Linked DNA regions of Sus scrofa: region 1 is linked to region 2. The links are chromatin contacts, called in public HiChIP or PLAC-seq maps. All regions are on one chromosome and are shown on one strand. The core of a region is the stretch at or near the end of the contact, and the rest is flanking DNA. Distances in the headings are between cores, read along the strand shown.

What was found. HiChIP or PLAC-seq counts read pairs in DNA pulled down with a chosen protein or histone mark.
Region 1: a contact with region 2 is called in an H3K27ac HiChIP or PLAC-seq map of alveolar macrophages. The contact joins the promoter of PDLIM2 here to the enhancer-like site in region 2. A contact is called at or near these places in 1 of 5 promoter capture datasets (liver), 5 of 47 Hi-C or Micro-C datasets (embryonic fibroblasts, fibroblasts, heart right ventricle and 1 more) and 1 of 2 datasets of contacts at active chromatin or transcription factors (alveolar macrophages).

What each region holds. Positions count from the first base shown.
Region 1 is chr14:6,832,850-6,835,549 of Sscrofa11.1, reverse strand. PDLIM2 (PDZ and LIM domain protein 2) reads right to left here and starts at 1,434. Exons shown (of 10, transcript XM_005670413.3): 1 at 700-1,434.
Region 2 is chr14:6,676,808-6,679,507 of Sscrofa11.1, reverse strand. SLC39A14 (zinc transporter ZIP14) reads right to left here. Exons shown (of 9, transcript XM_005657235.3): 5 at 294-416. Among named protein-coding and RNA genes, the nearest start is that of PPP3CC, 34 kb to the left of the region's middle. Within about 2 kb of position 1,372, at least 8 of the 83 cell types and tissues checked have an H3K27ac peak or open chromatin away from gene starts, as enhancers often do. A contact at or near this core is called in alveolar macrophages and skeletal muscle, where this site is marked.

The DNA of each region.
Region 1 (2,700 bases), core at 185-2,684, 160 kb before region 2:
CTGCCTGGGAGCCGGGGCCACGGGGCCTCTCATCCACTGCCCCTCGGCTGGGTAAGGGAGTGTCTCTGCAGATCAGGCCCTCGTAGGATTTCCTGAGCCTCGAGCTCTGGAGTCAGGAGCCAACCCAGGCAGGAAGCTGCAGTGCCAAGCTGGGCCACCACCCTGCCCAGCACCCACCCTGGGGCTGCCCCTGGGGAGGCCTGCAGACTACAAGTGCTGCCCAAATTTCTCAAGCACTCGGGGACCACGGCCCGCGTCTCGGGGCCTGGGGAGGGGGCGCAGGGCAGGCTTCACCTTTTGACCAGGCCCAGTCTCTGTCCCTCCCTCGGGCCCCAGGTCGGCGCTGGCAGCTCGCAGATGCCTTGGATTCCCAGACCTTTGAGCCGGTCAGTGGACTCCGCGCCGGGGGCCGCCGGGAGGTGCCCGGCTCGTCGGCCCGGCTCGCCCAGTTCTGGCGCCTTCTAAGCTCCGAAGCTAAAGCACCCGTGGGCTGAGGGGCTGGAGGAGGAGCGCCCGGGACGAGAAAGCCCAGCTCGCGGGAGGCGCCCACCGCAGACGAGGCTGCGGGGAGCGGCCGTTCGCGAAGTCCCGGCGCCGAGCGAGCCGCGGGAGCGCAGGGCAGCGAGGGCGCCGGACCCGGCAGGTCTCCGGCGGTGCGGACGGCGCGCAGGTGGGCGCGCTCCCCGGGCTCCCGCTCACCTGTCGGGCTGGGCGGCCAGGCCCGGGAGCGAAAGGAAGGCTAGGAGCGAGGCGAGGAGACGCCGCCGCCGCGGTCTGTCCGACTCTGGGGAGAGCCCGCTCGGGGCTCCGGGACCTGCCTCCGCCCATGTGATCCCGGGGCCGCCCTTGCCGCCGCCCCTGGCCGGGGAGGCCGCCTCCTCCGCGCAGCCCAGCCCCTCCACTGCCACCTGGCCGGCGCCGGCTCGAGGCCCGGGGATACTCTCCCGAGAGCCCCCTAGAGGCTGCGGGGTGTCCCCACCTTCCCGAGGGCAGGGAGGAGTTCTGGAGACGGGCGCCGGGCCACACTTCGCCGACAGCTGAGGCTGCCGCCCCCGAAGCTCGCCCAGGTCGCCCGCGCCCACCCCTTCTCCTAAGGGGCCCTAAGCTCCTCTACCCCCAGCCTGGGGCCGGGCGGGGGAGGGGACGGGCCGGCCGGGTCTGTCTGCGGTCTGCGCGACTCCCCCGCCCACTCCAGGCTCCGACGCTGGCGCGGATGCAGCCCCGACACCCACAAATCCCAAACTAGGGGCCGCCCCTCCGCCTTCATGCCCGGCCGGCGCGCTCGCTGGGCGGCAGCCGCGGACTGCTGCGGTTCTTCTGGCTGCGCAGAGCTTCCCTGCTTGAGATGCGCCGCGAGCTTGCTCCACTCAGGTCGACCAGCCAGGCCCAGGAGGAGATGGAGACTCGGGAGAGAGGTGACACGGCGCCCTCCGGGACCTCCCTCACTCTTGTGGGCTGAGGCCTTTTCCGTTCCTGGCTGCCTTCCACTCACCCTTTCTGCCGCCCTGCCCGGAGCCAGCCACTCCCAACAACGACCACCGGCCCTCGTCCCGAGTGCCTAGCCCTCTGCCAACCACCTGGAACCCCTACTCTAGGGATCAGGGGAGAACTTGCCAAGGAGAGGCCCCAGGCCCCAGCTCAGAACCATCTGGCAAATGGTTTTCCCCAGAGCCAAACCTGGCAACCCTCACCCTGGGGACCTGGGGGCCCACCAGAGCCGCTCTCGCATCTCCCACTGGTCTCCTCGACTTTACCCTCCGCCAGGCTGGCCTGTTTCCAGGGGAGCACACCTGTGGGCACAGCTGTAACTTGCCTGCCTCAGGTGTGAGTCATTCCCTCCGGGTTCCCTCTGCAAAGGAGTGCCCTCACCACCTCTCTCGCCTACCTATGCCGTCTCATCTCTGGACTCCCAGACCTGCCCGTCTCCAGCACGGTTACCTCCCCTGTCCCTCGCCTCCAACAGCCTCTGTCCTCCCTGTGTGTAAGCCACTCTCCCACTAACAAGTCCCGGGCCTCCGGGTGAGGCCTCTTTGCCTGATTCACCTGTTCTGCCTCCCCAACTAGACTGGAAGCCCCCAAGGGAGCAGGAAGCTGCAGTTAGGGCAGGCACTGCCTGGGAGAACACAGACCTAGCCTCAAACACCAGCTCTGCCTCTTCCTGGCTGTGTGACCCCAGGCAAGTTCCTCAGCCCCTCTGGGCCTCAGTTTCCCTTGTGTAAACTGGGCATGATGCATAGCTTTCCCTCTTGCTGTATGCATTGCTTCCCATCCCCTCCACCCCTCCCATCCCTGGTGTAAATCTGTGCTGTGCTTCCTTGGAGGGCAGGGTGGGTTCTAGTCTGGTTCATTGCTCCATTGCTAGAGCCTAGCACAGGGCCTGGCCCACAGCAGGCATTCAATTAAATTTCGTTGAAAGGATATTGTTTGAATGAATGGATTAATTTCCCTTTCCTCGCCACTCATTCCCACCTCACCAATTTGCGGCAGGTACTCAGTTTTGCCCCTTTGTGCTCAGACTTGGATAGCTCTAGAAAAATCTGCAGGTTCATCTGCAGGATTTTCTTCTTTCCTTCCTCCCTCTCTTCTTCCTTTCTTCTTTTCTCTCCTCTTTCTTTTTTAATGGCCACGCCTGCAGCATGTGGACATTGCCAGGCCAGGGATTGAATCTGAGCCTCACCTGTGGCAATGCTATATCCTTTA
Region 2 (2,700 bases), core at 123-2,622:
GTGGTCATATATCATACCCAGTTACCCAGTGAACCCCCATCTATGAAAGGTATAAAATTCTATGAAGGGAATAACCTATACTAACACAAAAGCGGTATACTGCCTCGTAAAAGGCACAAAGGCCAGATCTAGTTTCTGGTTCGCCCTCAGCCCCTGCTAATCCCCTCCTGAGGTGAAGTGGAGTATCTCCTCAGGAAATAACCTGGGGGTGTGAATCCAGGCAGGCTCACTGGAGTGGTATTGAGGTAACACCACCACCAAGATACATCGACGTGTCTGATGTGGATGCTCACCTCATTTTTCTGCTTAAGAAGCATCTTCAAGATCTTCTCTGTGAAAAAGAAAAGATAAAAGCCCCCGAACACCACTGCAGACTTGGAGACATAATCACGTTCCGTTGGGTTGAAACCAAAAGCCTGTGGACCCGGGAAAACAAAATGAATTTAAGAATATAGAAAACCTTCACTGGTCCCTTCTCATCTCTTTAACCACTTCCTTGGATCTAGGAGAGGAAGAGGTTGGGACCACTCTGCCCAATCGCTTTCCAGCATAATCTAACTCCTGATGGTTCCCTAATGTCACATCACCAGTCCTGCTTGGTTCTCTCTAGCTCACTTTCTGATGCAGATAGACAGCTGTCTTTGGAATTTTACTCTCAGGAAGAACAGTCCCGGATTTGGTTTTCTACTTTTAACAAGGACTCTGTCTTCATTTTTCCTGGTGCTTTGTTTTGCTACAAGGGCAGACTTGGCCGGCAGATCCCATCTTTAAGGAGAAGACACGTGTGCTTATTTCCATCGTTATCTAGTATCCCTGGCTGATCTGCCTGTAAACACAGAGGGAGATGGTGTAATTACACCATCTAAAATGGGAAATCCTTTCCCCAGTTAAACAGTACAATTGCAGCATCTTCCTGACCGCAGACCTCCCAGTGACCACAAAGCCGAGAAAGCAGACAGTGTTCCTGCATGTGTCAATTTGGGGGGTTTTGTTTTGAGCTCTGGGAACTTCACTTATTAGGGAGGGAAAAAAAAAAAAAAGAAATTGGAAAGCAACAGGAGTGGAAATCAGGAGAACTCCATTCTCAGTTATGCTCCTGACTCATGGGGGAGGGGGTGCCTTGAGAGAGTGTCTGGTGATCTGCTCCTCAGCTTCCTGACAGGAAATGGGCCTCTTGAATGACCACCGGTGCTCTCATGAACGGGTCACAGATAAAAGTGACCACCAGTGCCAGGAACTCTAGGCTGCTCTGTGTTTTTCTTTTCTATTTTAAAAGGACAAAACACAATCTCGACCCTGAGTATAGTTTTCTAAGACATTAAAGGTCAAGTTCTAGAATAGAAATGACACATTCAGGCTGGCTTTCCCTGCAAGTCAAATCATGCTAGGGAAAAGTGGAGCAGGAAGAGGCAACCATCAGTTCTCCACGCAAAGCCCTGGGATATGAGCTCCTGTGCAGGTTGGATTCTGCATCCATTAAATGGGTAAAACATTCCTTTTTTCTAGACATCACAGAGTTGATCTAAGGATCAACTCAAAACCCAAAACCATATCTTGGAAAACAAACTGCTCTAAGGAGTGCTGGGCGCCATCTTTCTGCTTCACCTCCCACTAGTCTGGGCCCACCCACAGGTAGTCAGGCCACCCACAGCGAGGGTCGGAAACTCCTCCAAAGCCCTGCCAAACCTTGTGAGCACTGCTCCGCCCCCACCCTTAGGGAGGGCTTCCTGGTGAGCCCAGGAGACAGGGCAAAGGTGCTGTCAATGTGTGAGGCTGGCCTGAGAAGAAGGGATCTTTTTAATTGAGACCTATGGGCTCTGCTGATGTGGCGTTTTTTGGTGTGCCAAAAGCCCAGAACTGGGAGCCAAACCACGATCTAACTACACGACCTCTCTTCACCCAACAGTAAGCGTTTACTAGGTACCCATCTTGTTACCAACATTGACCCACGGAACCCTCAGGACATCATCTGTCCCATTTTGCGTGTGAGGGCTGGACCTCAAGCAGAGAGAATTTAGGCGACTTGCCCAAGGTCAGAGAACTTATGGCTGGTGGAGCTGGGAGGTGAACCTGCTCTCAAACCCACTCTCTGCTGCCTCTCCCAGCTCGTGCCTATGCCTTAGCCTCGCTTTCCAGGAAGGGAGGACCTCCCCCCAGGAGACGGCGTGCTCCTGTGTGAGGGCCCTGGCTCGCCATACCTCAGGGATGAGCTGGAAGAGGGCGTTGGAGTAGAGGGTTCCAATCGCCAGAGCTATGAAGTAGAGCAGCAGCCTCTTGTAAAAAGTCTTCTTCATGAAGGGCACCACGCTGGCCCCCATGAGGGAGCAGAGGGAGATGACGGTCACGCAGAGGAGACCGTACCCCCACACTGCCGTTGGGGGAGAGCCAGCCCCACCCGGGACAGGGGGAAGGGCCAATGCCCCGCGGGACAGCAGCCACCATTTAGGGAGAGGATGGGGGGGGGTGGGAAAAACGGGGAAGGTTTGGGTGGATATTAACAAAGGAGACAAAAAGGAAAAATCAGAGACAAGCAGGGAGGGAGAGAGAAACAGAACATTTGTTAGTGATTCAAGTCTGATGCAATTTCCATCAATCGGTTCAGGAGAAATGGGGAGGAACTCGAGGTGGGCGTGGAACCCTGTGTCTCCTGCCCCTGCTGCCTGGTGTGGAGTCCTCATTGCCAGCTGCTGTGACCAGCAG